Regions from separate parts of the Mus musculus genome. Here regions 2, 3 and 4 are each linked to region 1. The links are chromatin contacts, called in public Hi-C, HiCAR-type and HiChIP or PLAC-seq maps. All regions are on one chromosome and are shown on one strand. The core of a region is the stretch at or near the end of the contact, and the rest is flanking DNA. Distances in the headings are between cores, read along the strand shown. Region 1 holds the start of Vangl2 (VANGL planar cell polarity 2). Region 2 holds the start of Ppox (protoporphyrinogen oxidase). Region 3 holds the start of Dusp23 (dual specificity phosphatase 23). Region 4 holds the start of F11r (F11 receptor).

Evidence for each region. A called contact is a pair of places that touch in the nucleus more often than the background predicts. HiCAR-type assays count read pairs that join an accessible place to other places. HiChIP or PLAC-seq counts read pairs in DNA pulled down with a chosen protein or histone mark.
Region 2: a HiCAR-type map of astrocytes shows a contact between it and region 1, with 2.8 times the contacts expected there. The contact joins the promoter of Ppox here to the promoter of Vangl2 in region 1. A contact is called at or near these places in 2 of 39 promoter capture datasets (cranial neural crest and hippocampal neurons), 1 of 115 datasets of contacts at active chromatin or transcription factors (astrocytes) and 2 of 9 other capture datasets (adipose tissue and pancreatic islet).
Region 3: a contact with region 1 is called in a Hi-C map of muscle stem cells, with 3 times the contacts expected there. The contact joins the promoter of Dusp23 here to the promoter of Vangl2 in region 1. A contact is called at or near these places in 2 of 39 promoter capture datasets (3T3-L1-derived adipocytes and pre-B cells) and 2 of 484 Hi-C or Micro-C datasets (muscle stem cells and uterus).
Region 4: an H3K4me3 HiChIP or PLAC-seq map of embryonic stem cells shows a contact between it and region 1, with 8 read pairs. The contact joins the promoter of F11r here to the promoter of Vangl2 in region 1. A contact is called at or near these places in 3 of 39 promoter capture datasets (hippocampal neurons, neural stem cells and pre-B cells) and 2 of 115 datasets of contacts at active chromatin or transcription factors (astrocytes and embryonic stem cells).

Annotation. Positions count from the first base shown.
Region 1 is chr1:172,025,586-172,029,125 of GRCm38.p6, reverse strand. Vangl2 (VANGL planar cell polarity 2) reads left to right here and starts at 1,831. Exons shown (of 8, transcript NM_033509.4): 1 at 1,831-2,128.
Region 2 is chr1:171,279,466-171,283,005 of GRCm38.p6, reverse strand. Ppox (protoporphyrinogen oxidase) reads left to right here and starts at 1,820. Exons shown (of 13, transcript NM_008911.2): 1 at 1,820-2,133; 2 at 2,238-2,332; 3 at 2,484-2,618; 4 at 2,751-2,866; 5 at 3,005-3,137; 6 at 3,432-3,540. The coding sequence starts at 2,246. It overlaps Usp21 (ubiquitin specific peptidase 21), which reads left to right. Exons shown (of 13, transcript NM_013919.4): 11 at 204-311; 12 at 395-509; 13 at 704-1,057. The coding sequence ends at 794.
Region 3 is chr1:172,631,130-172,634,669 of GRCm38.p6, reverse strand. It overlaps Dusp23 (dual specificity phosphatase 23), which reads left to right and starts at 1,696. Exons shown (of 2, transcript NM_026725.2): 1 at 1,696-2,054; 2 at 2,844-3,540. The coding sequence starts at 1,788. The coding sequence ends at 3,029. Gm35601 (a long non-coding RNA gene) reads right to left here and starts at 1,690. Exons shown (of 5, transcript XR_001779542.2): 1 at 1,529-1,690.
Region 4 is chr1:171,435,689-171,439,228 of GRCm38.p6, reverse strand. F11r (F11 receptor) reads right to left here and starts at 1,668. Exons shown (of 10, transcript NM_172647.2): 1 at 1,528-1,668. The coding sequence starts at 1,588. It overlaps Gm26641 (predicted gene, 26641), which reads left to right and starts at 1,907. Exons shown (of 2, transcript NR_151523.1): 1 at 1,907-1,987.

The sequences.
Region 1 (3,540 bases), core at 582-3,081:
TCAGCTGGGGCCCGCTCTACAAAGTCATTTGTAATTCTGACGTCAGAAACTCATTTCCAATTCTTTGGGGCCTGTCTCCGGGTCTGGGAAACAAGCTGGCAGAATGTGAATATAATTTACACTAAACATAAAAGAGATCCTGCCCGCAACGTAATGTGGCAGTTCTAACACTGTCAAGTTATAGACTAGTGCTCAACACTGGAGGTGTGCTTTGGACAGGTAAGGGGACTCTGAGGTCTTTCTGTCTCCTTTTACTGTCTTCCACTGTTCTGCTCTTTCCTTGCATTCCTGGTGTGGTTACAGGACCCCCAGAGCAGTCCAGTGCCTGGCACATGACAGACGTAGGTGAAGGAAGGTCATTGTGTTTGCAGAGACTGTGGTACTTGAAACTATGACTGTATTTCATTCACGTCGTCTTAACGCTAAGTTCTTTGCTAATATGCGGGAACAGTGGCTGGAGAGAAACAAGGGTTTGGGCAGAGCTGAAGGGAAGCAGCGTTTGTTTAGCTTCTTCACCTTTGAACAGCCATATGCGGACAAAGACAATCTGTCCTCATTTGGGGACTGGTTCGAATGTATAACAGAGATGTGCCTGAGTTTTAGGGAAGACTCCATTAGAGAAAGGAACAGAGACTGGGAGTCGCCTTCTCTGGGATTTCTTAATCACAGGGTTGGGAGGGGCAGGTATCAGAATTGGAAGGTGGAGATGGTGGGGGTGTGGAAACGTGTTCGAAGATGCTTTTGAAGCGGCACTGTTCTAGGTAAGTGGCAGGTTACAAGGTAAATAGTACTAGCAGCAATGTAATAATGTAATAATACTTTTGCTTTCATTCACTCCGAGGGCAACCTGGCCTTCCCACAGCTACTTTATGGTGGGCTCGTCCCTGTTGGGTTCCTAGGCACTTTAGCAACTCTAACTGGTTTGTTTCTTAGTGTGCTCTGAACTGGAAATGCCCTAAATGTGCCAGATATTTTATTCTAGCCTACATTCCCTGGGTCCTACCTGCAAAGCTAAATTAGCCAAAAGTTTTGGAGTTCCGCATCCACCCGGGTTTTTTTTTTTTTTTCCTCTCTCTCTAGGCTTCCTGGGAGAAGGCCCCCCTCTCCTCTGGTGCCCCAAGTCGCGGGCCCTCGTCTTCTCCCCCTCCCCCTCTCCCCTAGGGCAGGATTCCCTTTGTAATTAATCCCAACACTCAAACCAGAGGGGAGGAAAACGTGTTAATGAGTGAGCGTCCCAGTCTGACTAGGCGGTCTTCGCTCACAGCTAGAACACCGAGTAATTAAATTATTTTTGGAAGAAGGAGGGGTATGGTGTCAGGGAAATACCGTATACATGGGAGAGGGGCCTGTCTCTTGTCACTAATTAATATCAGGGATGACCCTTTTCGCAGTTCTAGGCCGGAGGGGACCAATCTTCCCCACGTCTCAGATTCCACTGGAGTTTGTGAGACCAGGTTTGTGGTTCTAAAGAAGAGAATATGGCCAACATCAGGGCCTAGGGGAAAGGTTTTCAATCGGGGGTCGAAGAAGACAGCTCCAAGAGGGGCTGCGGGCTGGACCAAAGCCAAGAGCCGAGGCAGCTTCGAGCACACCTTCCTGGCCAGGTCTGGAAGCCAGGAGCGGATTCCCAGGATCCAGAGGGCGCAGGGCATGGCCAGGCGCAGGGCTGGGGGTGCCGCGACTCGGGGAAGAGCCGGGCCGCAGACAATGGACGCAGCAGCGGGAGGGGCGGCGGCTGCGGGAACAGCCGGGAGGCGGCACCTGGGAGCTCTCTCCCCGCCCCCTGCCCCCTTCTGGTCCCCTCCCCCTCTGGTCCCCTCCCCCTCCGCCGCCGGCTCCAGATCTGATTCCTGATCCCCGATTGCTTGGTTCTGGGTCCCGCCATGGGAGCCTGAGTGCCCTGCAGTCCCCTCCGGCCCCCTGCCCCCGGGGCCTCGAGGGGGAAACAGGCGAGTGGTCTGGGACGGAGCCGGGGTGAGCGACCTCAGGAGCCCCCCTCGTCAACCCCCATCGCCCGCGCTGCCGGTTCTGGAGCGCGGAGTTCGGAAAGACCGGGTGCGCTGCGGATACAAAGGCGCGGAGCGGAGTGGGGCGTGCGCCCAGTCCACCGGGCTGTTCGCAGTGGCGGGTGAGTGGCGGGCCGCGGGGGCGCGGGCAAAGTTTGCGGAAAAAAAAAAGGAAAGAAAGAAAGAAAGCAACAGAAAAAAGAAGGAAACCATGCAAAAGACCAGGGAGCGCCCGGCCCTGGAGAAAGCAGGATGGCTTCTGGGGGAAGGGGGGCTTGAGGCACCCCCTTCCGGTCTGTCCTCCACTGCACAGCGGAGTAACCCCAACTTTGGGGAGGGGAAGGGGCGTATGGGGAAGGGGCGGAGCCCAGGCCTTAAGAGCCGGGGACTTTCCTGGGCCGGGGGGCCCAGGGCGGGCGCCTGAACGATCCCAAGGGAACCCATTGAAGCCGGGGATTGGGTAGCGTGTGTTGGAGGTGGTGGGAGAGGCCGTGGAAGGATCGGAGGCTGGAGGTATTGGAAGCTGAAGGTATGTAGGGATGCATACACACCTTTGGAGTGTGGGGAGGAAGGGGCAGGTATGTGTTTAGGGGGTAGAGTGGATCCTTGAGAGATGGCCCCGCACAGCAGTGTGTGTGTGTAGCCCAAGGATGGGACTTGCGGCGATACTGGTGAATGTGTGTTGGGGTGTGTGTGGGGAACCAACGACATCATATTTGTCCCTTGTCCTATTTACTCATCGAAGGTCCTAAGCACTGCATTAGTGAGTTTTAAAGGGTTGGTTGGGGGATCAGTATGCATGATTCTTTGTTTTGTGTGTGTATGTGTGTGTGTGTGTGTGTGTGTGTGTGTGTGTGTGTGTGCATATACGCTTTGACGTACTGCGTGTTCCTGCAGGTGGGCCCTGGGTTTGGATGTGTAGATGTTTCTCTCTCTCTCTCTCTCTCTCTCTCTCTCTCTCTCTCTCTCTCTCTCTCTGTGTGTGTGTGAGAGAGAGAGAGAGAGAGAGAGAGCTGACCACACACATCTGCTGTGTATTTGGGTATGTATTTGTGTGTATACTCAAGGGAAGGGGTGTGTGTCTGTGTGTGTATGTGCTGAGAGAGGGGCTTATGGGAAAGAGATGGGCAGGTATTAGAGAAGGTGGGTTTATAAAAGCTGAATGGGTGGTAGGCATATATGGGGTAGGTGTGTATGCACCTGTGTGGTGGGAAGGGGTGTGAGTGTGTGTGTGTGAATCTGTGCTCTTGTGAGTAACCTGTACTGATGGATAGCTGTGGATATGTGCTCGTCTTTGCTAGTGTGTATTTTGAGTGTGTATTGGGGGTACCTCTTGTCTCTGCAGGCAGATTTTCCTGGCAGAAAGCCCACAGGGAAGGCTGTCTGCAGGATTTGAATGGCCCTGCCTAGATTCAAGGGTAGTGTCTTGAGTGTGTGAGACCCCTGTGAGGATTGTGCATTGGGGGGGGGGTAGTGAGTAGTGAGTTGTCTTAGGTGATGTTTATTTGGGGAGATGGACTTTTCTGGGAGCTGG
Region 2 (3,540 bases), core at 571-3,070, 750 kb after region 1:
TCTTCACGTTCTTATTTCTCTTAGGGTATCTCCCATACAGTGTCTCCTCGCCTTCGTTTGAGTTTCCCTTAGGGAAAACCTGCCACCCTGACTTTCTTTGCCACCTTTCAGGATGTGTTGGGGGAATGGAGGGTACTGAATTTATTACTGCAGTCCCCCCTAGAGACCCTTAGCCTCCCCAGTGCTCCTTAACCAGGGCTTAGATCTGAACCGATTTTCCACCTCCCGAGGCTCCATCAAGAAAAGTTCAGTAGGTGTAGACTTCCCACTGCAGAGACTAAGCCTAGGGGACTTTGCCAGCGACAAAGCGGGTGAGTCTGGCAGGGAACCTCCTAAAGAATCTTCAGGAGGGAGACACAACTGGGTGTGGAAACTGATGTTATTTAACCCGCAGGAAGCCCTGTCTACCAGCTGTATGCCCTTTGCAACCACTCGGGTAGTGTCCACTATGGCCACTACACAGCCCTGTGCCGGTGCCAGACTGGTTGGCATGTCTACAATGACTCCCGGTGAGAATAGCCTCTTGTTCAACTCCTGCCCCCTCCCACCGCCCCCCCCCCAGCTCCGAAAAGATAAGTTCCTGACAAAGGATAGGTGGAGAGTCTCTCCTGATCTCCACCTGGCTACTCTGAGTCTTGTGGGATGGAGGGGGAATCTACAAGAATGACCACTGACCACAGCCGTGTCCCGTTTCTCTTCTCAGCGTTTCCCCTGTCAGTGAAAATCAGGTGGCATCCAGTGAGGGCTACGTGCTGTTCTACCAATTGATGCAGGAACCACTTCGGTGCCTGTGACACCATCTTGAAGCCCTGGCACCTGTGAAAACCTTCCCAACACCCTTAAGCCCCCAGTTACCTCACAGACGTCTATTTTTGTGTCTTTTTAATCGGGGAGGGGAGGAGGGTTGGTTGTAGCTCCCGTTATTTTTTTTATTAAGAAGTACCCTTCCGCCTTGTTTTCCTGTCCCATGTACAGAAACCACCAGACCCTTGACCATGTACAGCCCCCAGAACCTCTGCAATCTCACTTTTTTGTGAATAAATTTATTAAGAAAAAAGTGATGTTCATGTTTGTATTTGTGGATAAGAGGGAATGGATATCTAGAATTTTGGTTCAATTGGAGCCTTTCTGGGCCCCAATTCTGTCTCTGGACAGGTGGGGGCGCTCTCACAACAGAAGGAAAAGAACAGGGATTGAGCTGGCCCCAGCCTTGGACCCAAACACTGAGTTTAGTGGAACTAGGCAGACAAACCCTGAGACCTGTGAAGTTGCGGGAAAGCCTGAAACTAGAGTGCAGGCATTGGCACGCCGGTTTTTCCTGAGAGGGGTACTGCCCCTCGAGGGCAAGGCATCCAAGAACCCCTGTTGACAAACACTGGTACCGTTGCCGGGCGGCCCTTGCTCCCGTAGGCCCTGTCTGTTGCTAACATCAAGGAGCTGTTTATGGAGCCTTCTCCCCACGGACTGGCCTCCAAGTGTCTCTCTCTTTCTCCCTAACTAAAGCTCGTGGGGCTCTCCCACCTCCAGGGTTTTCACCACAGACCTGGGAAGCTTGAGCTGGGGAATGCTCAAGGATTTCGCTGTCCTGTCCCTGGGGAAGGCAGTGCCGGTTACTGCAACTAACTCCGATTAGGACACGAACAGGTTAACCCGCTCCACGGAACTGACTCCGAAAGCGGCTGTTGCTCCTCTGGTAGCGTCACTGCCAATATGGTGTTTTCATTGGTGAATGTATCCAGAGCTCACCAATCCAGAACCCGCACTCCAAGACCCTCCAATCAAGAAGCAAGAAAGTGAAACGCAGTCACGCAGGCCGCCAGAAAGGAATCGACGGAGAGTCGGAGGGACCCTAAAAGTTAGGGGCGGGGATACCAGACTTGAACCTGCTCACCCCTGAGGCTGGAAAAACCGAGTGCTGTAGAATTCTGGCCTCCGAAGGGTTTGTGCTGGGGAGATAGCGTGGGCGTGGCCCTTATCTGCACACGGACAGGATGGACTGCTCCTAGGGCCTCTATCAGTCACTCACTTTCTCGGGTTCCCCCTATCTCGTGGGTAAGTTCTGGCTTCAGAACGAAGACCTTACTCTTCCACCAGCACGTACACGCGCGCCCTGCATTAGTTGCTCATAAATCAGTAAGTGTCCAGAAGTGGGGTATGGGACCAGTGGGGGTTTCTGCAGTTGTAAAACAGAGTGCTCCCCTGCCCCGTTCTCCTGGGGTATCTCGACCTTTTCCCAGGCCTTACGATGGGCCGGACTGTGATAGTACTTGGCGGAGGTATCAGTGGATTGGCCGCAAGTTATCATCTGATCCGAGGCCCCAGTCCTCCTAAGGTGAGTCCCCACTAGTACCAGAGAAAGACTCATTTAATACTCTTGATATTTCTAGCAAAAGCTGCATAGATTTTTGTTCCGTGAAATATGCACTTCCCCCGACCCCCAGTCCCTTTGCCCTGTGGCGACAGTGCTTCACTTTTGGCGCCAGGTGATCTTAGTGGAGGGCAGCAAGCGTTTGGGAGGATGGATCCGCTCAATCCGAGGATCAGATGGTGCGATCTTTGAACTTGGACCTCGAGGGATTAGGCCGGCTGGAGCCCTGGGAGCCCGGACCCTGCTCCTGGTGAGCGTCTTGTGGAATGTGTAGGACAGGTAGTGGAGGAGAGTTCTCCAAAGGGACGGAGTTGCAGAGAGGAAAAACGTTGGGTCAGTTTTTCCTTAGTTTCTCCTCTTCCTGAGGGCTTGTGGAGAACAGGTTTCTGAACTTGGCTTGGAGTCTGAAGTCTTGCCTGTCCGAGGGGATCACCCAGCTGCCCAGAACAGGTTCCTGTATGTAGGCGGTACCCTGCACCCTCTACCCTCCGGCCTCAGGTAACACCTCACTATTACACACACCCCCCTTTCGCTCCCTGTCAGGCCTTCCAGCCACAGGGGGTCTAATGGCTGAAAAGAACCCTCTGAAAGGTGAATCTGGGAGTTTTCTTTTCAACCATGCCTTCCTCCATGCAGGGGGCTACTCCGTCCTTCACCCCCCTTCTCAAAACCTCTGTTTTGGGCTGGGCTGAGGGAGTTGCTGAAGCCCAGGGGCAAAGAGCCTGATGAAACTGTGCACAGTTTTGCCCAGCGCCGCCTTGGACCTGAGGTGACATTGCTCAGAGGTGGTCTCAAACCTCTTCCCCTCCTGTTGCTGAGTCTCTAACTCAGACTTAACCCCGGGGACTCTTGAATCATTTAGGAATGTCCACTATCTATTGCTGGAATCTCCAAAACCCAGTGTTGGGAATAAATGCCTTCCTTTCCTTCCCATCCTTTTGTTACAGTGGGAACATCTCCAACCCAAACTCTCTCCTTCCCTTAGTCTCTCACAAGCAGGGCCAATGGAAATCAGTCAGGGTGGCTTATTCCTTGGTCCCTCAGTCCCAGTCTTACTCTTAAGGTGGCATCTTTAGCCATGGACAGTCTTTGCCGAGGAGTATTTGCTGGCAACAGCCGGGAGCTCAGCATCCGGTCCTGCTTTCCCAGTCTCTTCCAAGCTGAACAAACCC
Region 3 (3,540 bases), core at 447-2,946, 610 kb before region 1:
AGACTGGGAGCCTGGTGTTTGAGAGATGGGGAACTTGTCTCCTTGTATGAGAGACGAAAGCAGAGGCTAGGGTGAAGGGGGGCATGGAGAACCACACCTTGACCAGGAACACTCAGTTATACATAACTCTTACCTTCTACCTAAGCCTAATCCTCATACCAGGACCCTAAAGATAGACTTGGGTGGTAGGGACTGGACCTCCTTGTTTCTCTCACTAATGTAGCACACTGAATAAACCACCTCCCGCTTTCACTAGCAGGTTTATTTAATTGGCCCATTGAAGAGACAAGTAGCCCATCTTGGCTTGTTATGGCTCCCAAGGCCCAGATTTTCACCCTAATGACCAGCAACCAAGGGAGGGTAGGATGTCTTCATACCCAGGTCTTGTGGGCTTAGGTCAGTATGTCCCTAGGCCCCCGGTTAAGAAAATACCCAGGGTTTTAAACACAAAATGTTTGGAAGAATGTGAAGATGGCTGTGTAACACTGTCATTTCCTGGATGACTGTAGGAAAGTGTGCCATTAAAAGATTCTGGAGAGGGGGACAGAACAATGGCTCAGCAGTTAAGAGCACTGGCTGCTCTTCCAGAGGTTCCATCCCCAGCACCTACACGGCAGCTCACAGCTGTCTGTAACTCCAGCTCCGGGAGTCCTGACACCTTCACACAGATACACATGCAAGCAAAACACCAATGTACATAAAATAAAAATAATAATAATTTTTAAAACAAGATTTCGGAGCTGGAGAGATGGCTCAGCAGTTAAGAGTACTGACTGCTCTTCCGGAGGTCCTGAGTTCAAATTTGAGCAACTACAAGTTGGCTCACAACCAGCTGTAATGGGATCCGATGCCCTCTTCTGGTGTGTCTAAAGACAGCTACAGGGCACTCATATACATAAGATAAACATTTTTTTAAAAGAGAGAGAGATTCTGGAGAATGGTATCTTCCTTAGCTTCCTCGGTGCCTCAGTTTTCTCATCTCTAAAATGGGGTTACTGTGATCACCTACCTTATGGCGATTAATTAACATATATAAAAAGTATTTGCACAAGTACCTAACACAAAGCAAAAGCTTAAATGTTGTTAACCCTTATGTTGTTGATAGTGGTTACTATATTACCCTGAGTACCATTTCCAGTGCCACATATTTCCCCACCCCCCATCCTTTAACTACTGTCGGCAGTAGAAAAATAAAACTTTCTATTGTCTGGGACATAGTAGTTCCCTCTTACTTCAAGAACTCAAGAAGACAGCAACCATGACTGCTTGGTCATTGAAGAGATTACCTACTCACACCCGCGCCCAGGCAGAAGTAGATTTTTCTATCACTATTTAAACCCCTTGTATAAAAACTATGAAGAGACCAGGCCGTTAGGCGGCTGGCCCACGATGCAGTAGCTCCAACGCACCACCAGGGAGCAGCAGAGCCCAGCCCTGGGCTGTTTTCTCTACAGGAGCAATTAATTGGTTCCAGGCTTCCTTAGTGCCTTCACTCCCCGCTGCAATAATCACGCTTGTTGTTGATTACCCAGCCTATCAACGAGTGCCCTGCTCGCGTCCGTTGGGCTGTAGGGTTTCTCTGCCTGCCTTGGAGCCGTCTTAGCCCCGCCCCCGCTGTTCAGCCAACCCTGGGTGGGGAGGAGCGTCACGGGGGAGGGTCCAAGAGACTACGTGGCCCGCTAGGGCAAGTGCTGAGCGGGGACGGAATCCAGCCCCAGAGGGGGGGTGACCCAATCTCCCGGCAGAGTAGGAAAGGCCAGCCTCGCCCTGAGTAAACTCCCCCCACGATGGGCGTGCAACCCCCCAACTTCTCCTGGGTGCTTCCGGGACGGCTGGCCGGACTGGCGTTGCCCCGGCTGCCCGCGCACTACCAGTTCCTGCTGGACCAGGGTGTGCGGCACCTGGTGTCCCTGACGGAGCGCGGACCCCCTCACAGTGACAGCTGTCCCGGCCTCACGCTGCACCGAATGCGCATCCCTGACTTTTGCCCGCCGTCCCCGGAACAGATCGACCAATTTGTGAAGATCGTGGACGAGGCCAATGCCCGGGGAGAGGTCAGCACGCTCGTGAGCCAGAGCGAGAGGGCGGGGCCTGGAAGGAAATGAGTGGGCGGGGCCGGAGCTGGAGTCCGAAAAGAGTGGGAGAGCCTGGGGTTGGGGGCGGGGGTGACAGGGCTAAGTGGGGTGGGAGCTAGATGGACCCACTCCCTGACTAAAGTCAACTATGCTGCTAGGAGAGGTGGTGCCAAGTAGGCTGGAGAGAGAGTACTGTCAAGTGAAATCCTTCCAGGAGTCCAGGGAGCGCCTATGTCAGACGGAATCAGTTCAAAGCCCTTTTACTAGAGGTCCAAATGTCATAGAGACACACTTGTAATTTTAAATTTTACTAGCAGCTACGTTTTAAAAAAAAAACAAAAACAAAAAACGAAAAAGATGAAAAAGAAGCAGGTGAAGTTAATTTTGTACTAATCCAATAAGTCAAAAATATTATTTCAACATAGAATCAATATGAAACAAATTATTAATGAGGCATGTCCAGTCTTTTTCATGCCGCATCTTCAGGGCCTGGTAAGTATTTTGCACCTCAGCTCAGTTTGGACTGACACATTTCAGGAAAAATAGCACCACAAGTGGCTGGATGTACTATACAAGACAGCACAGGATAGAGGCCAGGCGATGTAGGCTGAGAGCCCAAGTTGGAACCAGCCATTCCAGAGGCCTCCTAGTCACCTGTCCTCCCACAGCTTTGATGTCACTTCTTGGAGAGCCTGTGATGTGTGGGGTGAGGACAGGGGAGTATTGGGGAGGGCATTGGACTCTACTCCATCAGTCTCCACTTCACAGGCTGTTGGAGTGCACTGTGCCCTAGGCTTTGGCCGCACTGGCACCATGCTAGCCTGCTACTTGGTGAAGGAGCGGGCTTTGGCCGCAGGAGATGCCATTGCTGAGATCCGGCGCCTGCGACCAGGATCCATTGAGACGTATGAACAGGAGAAGGCCGTCTTCCAGTTCTACCAGCGAACAAAATGAGGACTTCAACAGCCCGCCTTTCCCCCTCCCCAACTCCTGCGGCCAGGGAGGAAGGGGAGTGAACTAAAGTACTGCATCCTTCAGGTCCCTCTGACTCCTATTGGACAAAAGTAGTCCTTCCCCAAAGCCATAACGTGGCCGGCAGGATGGCCGAGACCCCACAAAAATGAGGTAATAACTGATAAGAACTCATCACCGCTGCATAGCATGTACACAGCACTCCCAATACATCTGGGTGGTTGAAAAGACAAAAAAAAAAAAAACAAAAAAAAAAAAAAAAAAACCACTTCTGTTCTTTGGATGAGGTGTCTAGAGTTCAGAAAGGCCTCCGGTCACAGTTCTGGGAAACAGAAGGATAGGCCAGGACTCCAGCACACACCTTTGTCATCCTGAGGATGATGGGATTCTAAGTGCTGTTCCCTGACATGTGATAGAGGAGAACTGGTCAGTGAAGGAGACCCATGTCCCTGGCCACATGGCCTCCAAGCAGCCTCAGGCCGCTGCACTCCTA
Region 4 (3,540 bases), core at 419-2,918, 590 kb after region 1:
AGTGATGGCCGGGCAAAGAAAGGAGGAGGGGACGGAGAAACAGTAGTAGAATTCAAAGGTGAAGTGAGAGACTCTAGTGGAAGGGATTTCATTAATAACAAGAGAGCTGATTCTGAAAGAGTAGTTTAGATCCTTCTTATGCCTCATGCCTGAGACGCTGGATCTCCAGGAATGGGAGTCAGAGGGCTCTGGTTCCATCCCCAGCTTCTTACCCTCTTGTAAAACTGGGAAGGTCATTTCCTCTCCACAGATTAATTTCCTTATCTGTACAATGTAGAGAAGTAGACTCACCTATTGTCTAGGCCACTCCAAAGCTTTACAGTTGTAATGAGAAACAAGGGACCCATCTCTCCATCTTGGGGACTTAGTCTTATGATTGTTCTCCAAAAAGGTTACCAAAACGAACTGCCTTTAGAAGACAGCGATACTGACTGTAATGGTTTATTTCCTTTATCCTCTCTAAAATACTAACCGTGAAGGGAAACAGATTCATACGGAACACATTCCAACAACAGGAGTGTGTGACACTCAGGAACCAGACATAGCACACCCAAGTCCCTGGGTTTGGTCCTCGGCTCCGAAGGGTGGTGGCGGCAGGGAAAGGAGACAGATAAATATACAGGTGCTGACACACACTGACCAAGGGAACAAACCAACCTACCTCACACTCAACCTCATACAAACACACCTCGAGATAGTCATGCCCCAGCATGCGAGCCTGGCTGTTTCTCAGGAAAAGGAGTCGACAAAGAAACAAAAAAACTCTCATTCCGGGCAAGGGGGAGGGCAGAGTTCTGGCTCTAAGGAGATCCAGCCAACCAATAGACCTACTCTTGCCCCAGGGAATCCTTACTCCGTCAACAACCTTAATTAACGACTCTTTGCTACCTAGTCAAGAAAGGAATTCTGAATCTGAGAAATTTTAGAGAATTCATTTCTTCTTCAGACGCCGAACCTCGGCATTAATCCCAGAAGGTCTACTACTTAACAAGAGGAAGAAACCCTTCTACAAAAGCCAGGAAAAGAAATCTTCCCTACCCAGCCCACCCCCCTCCTCATTACATTTCCTTCTAGGGCACTTGAGCCAAGGGAGTCCGGGTGAGAGGCTCAAGGTTTCTCTGAGATCTCCGAGAATGTCGGAAGGGCAGGATAGACCTTCCCAGACGTATACTATGGAGAAGAACGGCTAGCGAAATAGTTGGGTTTGGGGAGGGTCCTCGGGTCGTTAGGGGAGACCCAGAACCATGGACCCTCCCGGGTTATTTTTGGTGCTTCCGCAGAGAGGGTACTCCCGGCACCGAGTGGGAGGTAGGGTCACAGATCACCGGCTTGGGCGAAGGGAGCCAGCCAGTCTCCCGGTGGGGGAGGGGAACGGAGAGTGACCAGACCCGGGCGGAAAAGTGGACTCCCAGGGCGAGGCAGGCAGGCAGGTTTCTGGACTCCTCCCTTCCCGTCGGCGCGTGGGGATCGTCCTCTTCCAGCCTCTCCCCGGACCCACCTAATCCTCCAAAAACTCTAGGAACTCACCCAGGATCATAGACGTGAAGAGAAACAACAGTTTCCTCCCGGCTTTCCCCTCGGTGCCCATTACAGTTACAATCCCGACGCGACGGGCACAGCAACTCCAATGGGAACAGCCTCGCGATCCACTGCCCTGGGCTGGACTCTAGCAGCCAGGTTAAGCCCGGCCCGCCTTTCTCTCCACGCCCGGTGGGCGGCGCCCGGCTTCCCCGCGTTCCGATTGGTGAAAAGAGAGGGAGCTCCGATGAGTGACTCACCGTACGCAGGTGCAACCCCGAACTTTCCTCCTTCTTGAGTCCGATTGGTGGCTTTCACCTCTAGAGACCTCTGGTTGGCCCAGGAGACTGTCGCTTAAAGAAACCAAGGCCTCCTCTTCGGCAGGTAAGGGCATCCCAATTGGGCAGCAAGGCATGCAGATAGAGCCTTTCGGACTGCCAGGCCCTCGATAGTCATCTCTAAAGAGAAGGTGAGTAAGGTCACTGCCTGTGAGATGCAGGAATGTGCTTGGTTGATTTCTCTTCCATTACTTTTCAATTGCTTGATGGTGCAGAATCTTTGGTCCCCTCCCCCTTGGTAAGTGAAAAACACAAATTAATATAGGAAGGTGTAGGGAGAGGGTTGAGACAAGAGAGACATCTTGACTATCCCAAACTGGGTTGCTCTCAAAAAGAAACCTACATAGACGGATACAGGAAGCATCCAGATAATAAAAGCTGACCCATACTTCTTGGGAGGACTGGGAATATGTCTTTTATACATACACATAGGATCTATGTCAGCAGCTCCTTTGCTGGGCCTTACATTTGGATTAGCTTTTGTTTTCTAGACCAGGGCTAGCTATGTCGCTGAGGCTGGCCTCAAACTGTGGATCTTCCTATAAAAATGGCTATGCCAAGAGGTATGTAAGTACAGAAAGATTGGGGGCTCAGCCTTAGGTATCTAATAAGCCGTAGACCAGCCTGGGATTCATGAGACCCTTTCTCAGAGGAAGGGAAGGGGGTGGGAGGGGAGGAGGAGAAGGATAGAAAGGGGGAAAAAACCCAACCTAGTGTTTATGCTTGTAATCCCAGGACTGTAAAAGACAGGGACAGCAGGATTAGGAGTTTAAGGCTATCCTTGACAAGGTAGCAAATCAGAGAATAGCCTAAGCTACAAGAGACCCCATTTCAAAAATAAAACAGGCTGGAGAGATGACTTAGCAGTTAAGAGTGCATGCTACACTGGGCTTGGTAGCCCATGCTTTTAATCCCGGCACTGGGGAGGCAGAAGCAGGTAGATCTTTGTGAGTTCAAGACCAGCCTGATCTACATTGTGAGTTCCAGGACAGCCAGAGATGCAGTGTGAGACCCTGTCTCAAAAAACCACCACCAACAGCAACAACAATCAGCAAGTTTACCAAGCATCTCCTGGATGAGACTGGAAAGTATAAATAAATTAAAACAACATTTCTGACTTCAAGGTTGGCAGTTAAAATAAACAGGACAGTGTGTAACCAAGAAAGAAACTTTGTACTACTAAACTGAAACAAATATTTGGGTATCTGCCAAGGGCAAACTTGTTATTCACCCTCAAAGAAAGTTGAAGTCCTAAACTGAGACTTATACACAGTTTTGGCATTTGTTTGGCCTGATCTTGCTTTAGCCCAGGCTGCTCTGCAACTCACATATGGCCCCAAATATCCTTGAACTTAGGACGTCTCAGCCTCCCTGAATACCAAGATTACAGTATGACCCACTCACTATACCTGTTGGGTTCTGGATGGAAGCTGAGAAGGCTCACTTCAGAGACAGAAACGTCAAAACAGAAGCCTTATTTTCTGAGCGGTCAGGAGGTGGCCAAGTTGGGGGTCTGAACCACATCCCCAAGGAAGCTGTGTTGCATTTTTAAAGGGTAAAACTGCAAAAGGAGGGAGGGGCTGGGTGAGCTGCAGGGTCATCGAGCATATTTTTGCATTAATGGTTAAGCATGCACGACAGTGTTTGTTGAAGACTGGGCTTCCTCCAGGACACCTGGCTTGAA